2 separate regions of the Rattus norvegicus genome follow, and region 1 is linked to region 2. Evidence: chromatin contacts called from public Hi-C data. All regions are on one chromosome and are shown on one strand. The core of a region is the stretch at or near the end of the contact, and the rest is flanking DNA. Distances in the headings are between cores, read along the strand shown.

Evidence for each region. A called contact is a pair of places that touch in the nucleus more often than the background predicts.
Region 1: a Hi-C map of frontal cortex shows a contact between it and region 2, with 1.6 times the contacts expected there. The contact joins the promoter of Cracdl here to the enhancer-like site in region 2. A contact is called at or near these places in 2 of 12 Hi-C or Micro-C datasets (frontal cortex and mammary epithelial cells).

What each region holds. Positions count from the first base shown.
Region 1 is chr9:47,444,547-47,448,513 of GRCr8, forward strand. Cracdl (CRACD like) reads right to left here and starts at 2,066. Exons shown (of 11, transcript XM_063268117.1): 1 at 1,698-2,066.
Region 2 is chr9:47,401,516-47,405,553 of GRCr8, forward strand. The region is part of intron 1 of Cracdl (CRACD like); the gene reads right to left. It overlaps LOC134480567 (a long non-coding RNA gene), which reads right to left. Exons shown (of 2, transcript XR_010054967.1): 2 at 407-790. Among named protein-coding and RNA genes, the nearest start is that of Cracdl, 43 kb to the right of the region's middle. Within about 2 kb of position 1,581, at least 8 of the 93 cell types and tissues checked have an H3K27ac peak or open chromatin away from gene starts, as enhancers often do.

The DNA.
Region 1 (3,967 bases), core at 816-3,315, 44 kb after region 2:
GGGGGACCATCTCATAAAATCCATCACCACAGAGCCTTCAGGACAGGGATCTAGAGGTGGGCACACAGGCAGAATGCTGCCACTTCTCCCCTTCTCCATAAAGATCCAAGTAGACAGATTTGAGGCGCGATTTGATAAGGCCCAAAGAACCAGGCTGAGTGCTGATGCTCCTAGCCCGACCACCCTAGCAGACAGCCTACCACGCGCCAAAATTCACACCCTCACCAGCTCCTGCAGCACAGCCACGCAACAGCTATGGATGGATACTCCCCTTATGGGCTATTACACCAATTCTATAAATGGGGAGAGGCTGCTGGAGAAGCTGAAACAAATCTAGAACCACAGCGAGTCCAAGAGAACGCCTCTCAGGTTACAAAAAAAAAAAAAAAAAAAAAAAAAAAAAGAAAGAAAGAAAGAAAGAAAAAAGTCAGCCATGCTACTAGAAATGTTAAATGCAACATTTTGAAGCATTTAAAATAAATATGAAAATCCATGATGTTACAAAATACCTCAATCTTAAGTAAAGGACGGGGTCAGTCTTCCTGATCTCTTGGTCTTGTCTCATGCTCCAATATGGAATTGCACAACACTAGGATCGAGCCTGGAATTCAGCCCAGCTCAACATGGGGCAGACATCTTCAGCCACCCACCCCCCACGGAGCTTTCTCGCCACCATTTTATAATCACAAAGAGCTCTTGAGGTGATCTTGATCCTCAGTCATCTCAGGTGTGTGTCAGCACGACTTAGTTCCCAGGGAACATCAGGGCTGAGATTCTAGTTCGTGGTTGCTATGTATTTAGGTAAATGAAAGGAAGTTCCAGCCTCCACCAAAGGAGGGGCTTACTTTAAAATAGTTCTGGAAGGTGCGAGGTGGGCTCCCAAGAGAGAGGCAAACACAGGTGCCTGTGTCCCGCTTAGATTTTCTGGTTCAGTCCTGACACGGTGCCAACTGGCCACCTGCAGGCAACAAGTCCAGTCACACCGCGGTCTTCCTATTCCCTTGCATTTCAAAAAACAAATGCTTGCTCATTTGGGTAACTACTCCGCCTCTCAGCACATGTACACCTACCTACCTCATACCGAAAACGAAGTCCTGCCGGTTAGTAAATGACTGCTCAACAAATATTTGTTGATTCAAATCCTGATTATGTCTAAGATTAAACTCAGAATCCCCTCTGGTGCCTTGTAACCTAAGCCCCAAGCCTGTTAAATAAACCATGACCCGAAGCATAAGGAAGACAGTCAGTGTGTTCACTGTCTCCCTCGCCGTGGCCCTTGGAGACAGACGCGATTATGCCTCTGGTACTAAGAACTGAAATGCGGGCAGCAAGCCCTGCTCCCCCTCTCCCTCTGTTAGTGTTAAAACTGGTTAAACTGCTCAGGTCTGCCTCCCATTTCAAAGTTAAGTCCAGCAAAGCGCTCAGAGGAAAACTTTAGGCACTTGCGCGTCTGGCTTTTCTTGGCCCCACCGACCATGGTGTCGTGGACGTGGCCCCTACAGGGGTGGCGTGGGTCCCGCGTCCAAAGGGCCAGGGACTACCTGAGCTCTGCTCGCCACCACCTCCCCAGCTCCACGTCCGGACGCGACTTCAGGAACGCGTCAGACTCTTCCCCCCAACCTTGCTCCCTCCAACCTCCCTGGGTCTGCGTTCCACGCGTGCTGCGTGCCCACGCCACTTCAGACCGTCCCAGGTACCTGGCACCGGAGCGTGGCCGTGCGTGGCGAGCGTGACGAGAAGGGCTCAGTCCGCGGGGACACGCGTGGGGCTGCTCTGCCGGGGTGCGCGCTGACCCCCAGCTGCAGAGTCGAGAGCCAGCGGCGTCGCGCAGCAGGTGGCGGTAGGGCGCGAGGACCGCAGGGTCTGCGGCCGGGGGATGGACGCGGACGCGACCCTCGGGCGGCCGCGCTGGCCCTGCGCTGGGCGCGCGCTCGCGGCTCCGGGCTCGGCTGCGCGCGGCCCGGCGGGGGCGGACGCGGCTGTTCCGCTCTGCTCAGCTCTGCTCCGCGCCGCCCAGGCCCGCGCGCCTCCCCCGCGCCTCTCCCGCCGGGCACGCGGGACCCTGGCCACCCCACGCGGCGGCGCTGCAGAGCTGGGAGCTTGGCTGGCTTCTGACTACGTGAGGTCCGAGGACCCGGGGACCCCGGCCGGGACGAGGACGCCCACGATCGCGGCTCCTGCGCGCCACCTCCCTGCCACCTTGGCCTCGGAGAGTGGGCGCCCGGGTGGCAGGGAGGGACGTGCACATATGGATAAAAGTAAAAGTTGTTTCGTAACCTTATGGGTCCGAGCGTCTGAAGGCTAATGGGGGAAACTGCCGCCCCGTCTCTAGGTGAATCATTGCTGTGATCCTGGCAAGTGTGGTATAAAAAGCTGAAGGAGAGATCTCAGCCTCGTTCCCCACCCCCACTCCCTCATCTAACTGGGGAGCTGCTGGCCCATTTGGAGAAGAAACGCACTGGCCTTGAATACCTACCTGCTTAGCTCATCAGCTAGCTACCTACAGAAAGAGTCCCACTTTGGCCTGCTGACACTGTCATCGGCAGGGATGAAGTACAAGGAATATCAGCTGAGCCCCAGCAGGGCGCCCAAGCCTCAATAGCAGGAGCCCCAGGTGGAAAAGAATCCTCCCATCAGACAGTGGCACTGGAGTGGAGTGGTCCCTGAGTTCTGACTTCCCAGCGATGTTAAGAGGGCTATTGTCAGATCTAGAGGAATTCTTGGGGCTGATTACTCTGGATCAGGGACACTGAGAACCCAAGAAGCACACACTTGCAACTCTATCTTGAAAAGTCTTTTTCCACAGCTGGCTTTAAAATGAGACAAAAAATCCCAAACAAAATAGGAAGACCGAGAAAGAACCTGGGGATAGGTCTCATTTGCTCGGACACCTGAAAGGACGTTAGTTGCTTCTTTAACTTTTAGGTGTTATCGATCCCTTTGGTTCAAGCTTGTCACTTAAAAGTCTCCTTTGATAGTTAAATGAAATTAATTCCCTCTAAGAACATAAACAAATCATGAATCAGACTCCAAATTGACAACCACTCGCAATAGGCAGGTGACTCACAGAGGAGCAAATGAATTGGTTAGGTGTGTGTGTTTGCCTTGTTTGAAATCCTCAAGCTAAACTGAACTAGGCAAACCCGTGCCCTCACCTGCCTTGAGCCTGCTGCTGCTTGCTGTTCAGATCCACGTGTATTCTGCATGGCTATAACCGCTAAATATTTATTGACTCTGTAACTTGCCTTTCTAACCTAAGAATTTTGTTTCCAGGCTATCAGAAGCCTCTGGCTTTATTCGTCTGTGCTTGTGGGTGGCTTTTGAAGTTCCAGGAGGGTTTCAGAGGACAAAAAAACCTACAGGATCTCGGTGATTAGCTAAGGCTTAGAACTCGGTGTCAACACCCAAAATAGAATGTGGTTGGGAATGTGGTGACTGGGTTGGCAACAGGGAAAGCTAAGGAGGAGCTGTGAGGAAGAAGAGCTGCCTACAGGAGACTCCCAGGGACTTCCACCTTCGTGGACATCTCTGGTTCTCAGAGATCCTGTCCACCGGTTCTTCCCATGGTTTCTGTCACCAAGCCTTCAAGCCAGCTGAGCAGAAGCTGTTGTATTCAAGGCTCAAAGGAACTTCAAAGGAAACATAGTTTCTTAAAGCCAGCAGAAACCACCACACAGGGAAAGCATAGGGTCGGGTGTTTTCCAGCCTCTACAAAGTCTCAGCCATCTCCAAACACCCTCTTCCAAGGGAAGAGACCTTCTGACGAGACTGAGGAGGCGATGCTACTCCTAACTCCATTATCTGTCTCATCTGGGGACACATCATTGTGAAAAGTTAAGATGCTGTTGCAAGCCATGGGCAAGAAGCTGCTCAGTGAAGGCTTGGGTCCTTAGCAGAACCCTGAACAACGATTCACCATTGTTGCCACATTAAGCGTGAGAGACCCATGTGTCCTCTACAGTCTCAG
Region 2 (4,038 bases), core at 331-2,830:
CCAGAAGAGGGCATCAGATTCCATTACAGATGGTTGTGAGCCACCATGTGGTTACTGGGAACTGAACTCAGGACCTCTAGAAGAGCAGTCAGTGCTCTTAACCGCTGAGCCATCTCTCCAGCCCCTGAGAGTTGCTTCATACAGTGCAGGTTCCGGGAATCCCTGAGCTCTGCTCTTCTCACAGAAACTAGAGGACGCTTTTGAAACCAGAAAGGGAACAGTAAGAACGATGGGTCTAAGATTCAAGTGGACCAGGTTGAGGAGGGCTCAGTTCTGTGTCCAAGGCTCCCACACACAAGGCTTTCCTTGTGAGCCACTGGAGGTCAAGTAAGGCCAGCTGAGGTGGAATTTCAGTCCCTACTCAGCAGCACACAGTAGGCAACACCTAAAAACAAGGACCCGTGGGTGATGGATTTAACGGTCATTTTATTTTCCCTCCATTCAAATGTTGTTCTACTCTTAGGCACCGCTGGGCAAAGGGGACCATGCTTTGAGCAGAACTGGAAACTAAGTTGAGAGCCTGGATTCCGTAAGAATCTAGTGAGGCCACACTCTTAATACACGGTGTAGCCTGAGATGGGAGTCGATGGCTCAGGCTTGAGCTGATCAATCCAATTGATGCTGTTACATCTCCTGGGCTGGTTTCAGACCAAGGAGAGTGAGGCTGAGAGCCTTCCAGAATTCCGGAAGTATTTTTCTCTTGGGTCTGGCAGGATGTCTGCAGAGAAAAGCAGCCAGCACATCACAGCGGCTCTGTGGGCAGCTGCAGCTTTTCCTGAAGTCAGTTTACCTGAGGCCACAAAAAAAATCGATTTTTAAATGTGAACAACGGGTTGCAAGGTTTACTTGAGGGAGAGGAAAAAAATGTCCCAACTAATTCCATCAGCATTCAACGTAAGTGAAAGAGTGATATCAAGTGCATGTGAAGCCCCGGGGCTGTCTGGGCATACATTCCCTGGTCCAATGTTTGGATCTATGTGACAAACAGGGCTGGCACACTTTCCACACAGCTGCATCCAGGGCAGATGGTGGTGAGCTCTAAGGTGGGGACCAATCAATGAAGAGGCTATGTGTTGTAGAGCTGCACACGGCACAGGCACCAGTCCTTTAAGCCCCATCTAACAAGGCTGGGAAGATGGGTCCAGGGCCTCACGTTCTCCACCAACAAAGGAAAACTCAGTCTCACAGCCTCTGAGTGAGACAGACATGGGAAGACAGACTCAGTGGCAGCTAGAATAACAGAGAGCTGTGAACGGTGTTCAGGACAGTGAGCCTTTAATGCCTCATGTGGGGAGGACGAGAGACTCAGAGTGAACCTTAGGAATCACCAGTGGTCCACAGTGCAGTAAGTCACCAGATCTGGAGGGACCAAAACAAGGGAAGACTCAATGCTACCCTATGGAGAGTGTGAAGAGGCAGGGGGAATAGGTTTTAATGGATTGGACCAGTGGTACACAGGCCCATCAGTATTCCTTTTATCTACTTCCCAGGACTCAGATGCTACCCACCATGTGCCCAACACTGGCCAAAATTACCCATGGAAGGCAGTCACTGCTGGGCCTCATACAAAACTGAAGGTTGTGAGGTGTCTTCCCTGGCACCTGCTGTTCCCAGCCAGGGCCTCTGCACATCACAGAGGCAACAAGACACAGCAGCAGGTTTCTCCCACCAGCTCCAGGAAGAAGGTCTCTGCACAAAACTAATACAAAGTGCCACCGGTACAATCAGACAGAGGCGGTAAGTTTCCACCAGGCACACATAATGGTACACTCGGGTCTGAATAGCATCAAAGGAATTCCACCGTGCTGTCTTCCCTGTGGTCTTGGGGTCCCTCCTTGGTAAGTCCCTCAACTGTCACAAGAGGGGGACAAGGTCTGCCACACAGACTGTTGTTCCAGACCCAAAGGGATGATGTCATGCATAAAGGGGGTGTGGAGCTAATGGAAGGGATTATTGCTCACTGGTATTTTTGGCAGCTTTCAAAATGCAGCACATGGAGACCCACCCACACCACCTCCAGGCAAGCCTGCTCTGGCTGTCCGTCTTCACTCGCTGGGATTCAGAAATAGTGCCACCCACATGAGATGGTTTGAGCCTGGGGAGAGACAGAACTTCAGGTGTCCCGTCGACCGGCATGGCCAGCAGAGGGCAGCAGTGGGAGGGCGGGCTAGAGACTCCAACCAGGGATAAATGGTCCTGGGTTCCAAAGACAGCCAGGATAAGCACTAAAGTCCCCATCATCAAACATCACCCAAATGGTTCAGAAGTCAAGATGACTCACAGAGCTGGGGATGGCTCATCACTGGGGACATGCATGACACATGTCAAACGGAGCCAGAGCCCCAGCACAACGTCAAACAGAGACAAAGAGAGACATGTAGGGCTGGGGATACCTGGAAAAGGAGTTCAGATTCTGGTGGCTAGGCCTGAACTCTCCTCTCTCCCACAGTGAAGTACATCATGCCTGCCTGGCCACACCGCAAGGACACCCTCACCCTCCCTGCCACCCAGTACAACTCCAGTGGACACAGGGCACAGGGCTGATGGTGCAATCCTCTCATGCACAAAGTGTGCAAAGTGAGCGTGTCTTCCAGGTGAACATGCTGAAGTTCCGACCCGCAAGGTGTTGACACCAGGTGGTGGGGCCACTAGGAGGGGACTAGAGTATGACTGGGGAGCTGTCATGAAAGGAACCAATGCATGTATAAAAGTTGTCCCAGTGTACTCTCTTGCCCCTTCCTCCATGCAAGCACATGGTAAAGAAGGTACCTCCCAGTGGCCTGGGACTGGATCCTTCCCCAGACTCTGAAGCCAGAGCCGTGTTCATATACTTCCTGTCTCCAGAACAGTGAAGGATGAGTTTCTATTGTTTCTAAGTCACCGGATTCCTGATACTTTGTTACAGAAGCTCCTGCTGACCAACACGGAAGCCTTCAGGAGAACAGACTATGATCCTAGGTTTCCTGCTGCAAACCTTGAAACAAGTAACCACTGAGTTATTGTGGATAGTGGCAGGGCACAGGCATACAGGAGTGTGTCTGTGGCAACTGGGTATCTAGAGAGGTGCTGGGTATCCAAAGGGCGTCCAAGTTCAAGTACACAAGCTACAATTTACACAGACATCCTGTCAAGACAATGACAGAAACCCATGGCTGAGGTTTCTGTCACCACCAGTGAAGGGTGCAGCCGGCACACGGCTTGGATAGCAAATATGACCTTTGAACTCCAGGCTTAAGATTAACACCCTGAATGAAGACAAACTCAGAAGTCACTCCTCGGACTTCATGCCAAGGTGCTGCTAAACCAGGAGGAAGGAGGCTGGTGGGAAAAGCAACTGCATTCCCCGCCCCCCTTTCCTTTTTCTTTTTTAATGGAGGTTACTACACAGTAACTACTATTTGACATTCTTGGCAGAAATAAATCATACCTAAGAAGCGTAATGGTGCTCTCAATAGCCAGAATGTTTACAATATGGAATGACGTAATGATTGTAAAGATATGCCCGGTAAAGTATGATAAAAAAAATTAGATGGAGAAGCTCAACAAGAAGCAGATGACACGGACAAGCGAGAGGAACATTAGAGGCTGAGAATGGCAAGATGGCAGAGCTGGGCTCTCACCTGGGAGTTAGCCTCGACTTGTTGAAGCAACAGAGCTCACTCTGACAGGATGTGTAACTCACCTCGGGACAGCGTGAACATGTGGCTAAACTGAGCTGGCTTAGTGAACAGTCCTTGGGTGGGAGTCGAGACACTGCTGGTGATCAAGGTGATCAATCAACACTCGGAAAACGTTGGAATAAGAAACTCCCCTGCCCCCTGGCAAGTCCACTCCTCCATAGATGCCATCAGAGATCCAGCCAAAAGCGATCAGAATTAACTTGCCAAAATCCTGGAAACTGAAGCAAGAGTTCAACGGGCGCTTATTCAAGAGGACCAGGCAACTCTCGGTGAAACGGCAAAGCTCTATGGCTTGTCTCTTGCTGCATTACACCCCAGGCACCCCCTCCACCCTCTAGCTCCAGGAGAGCCTTGAAAA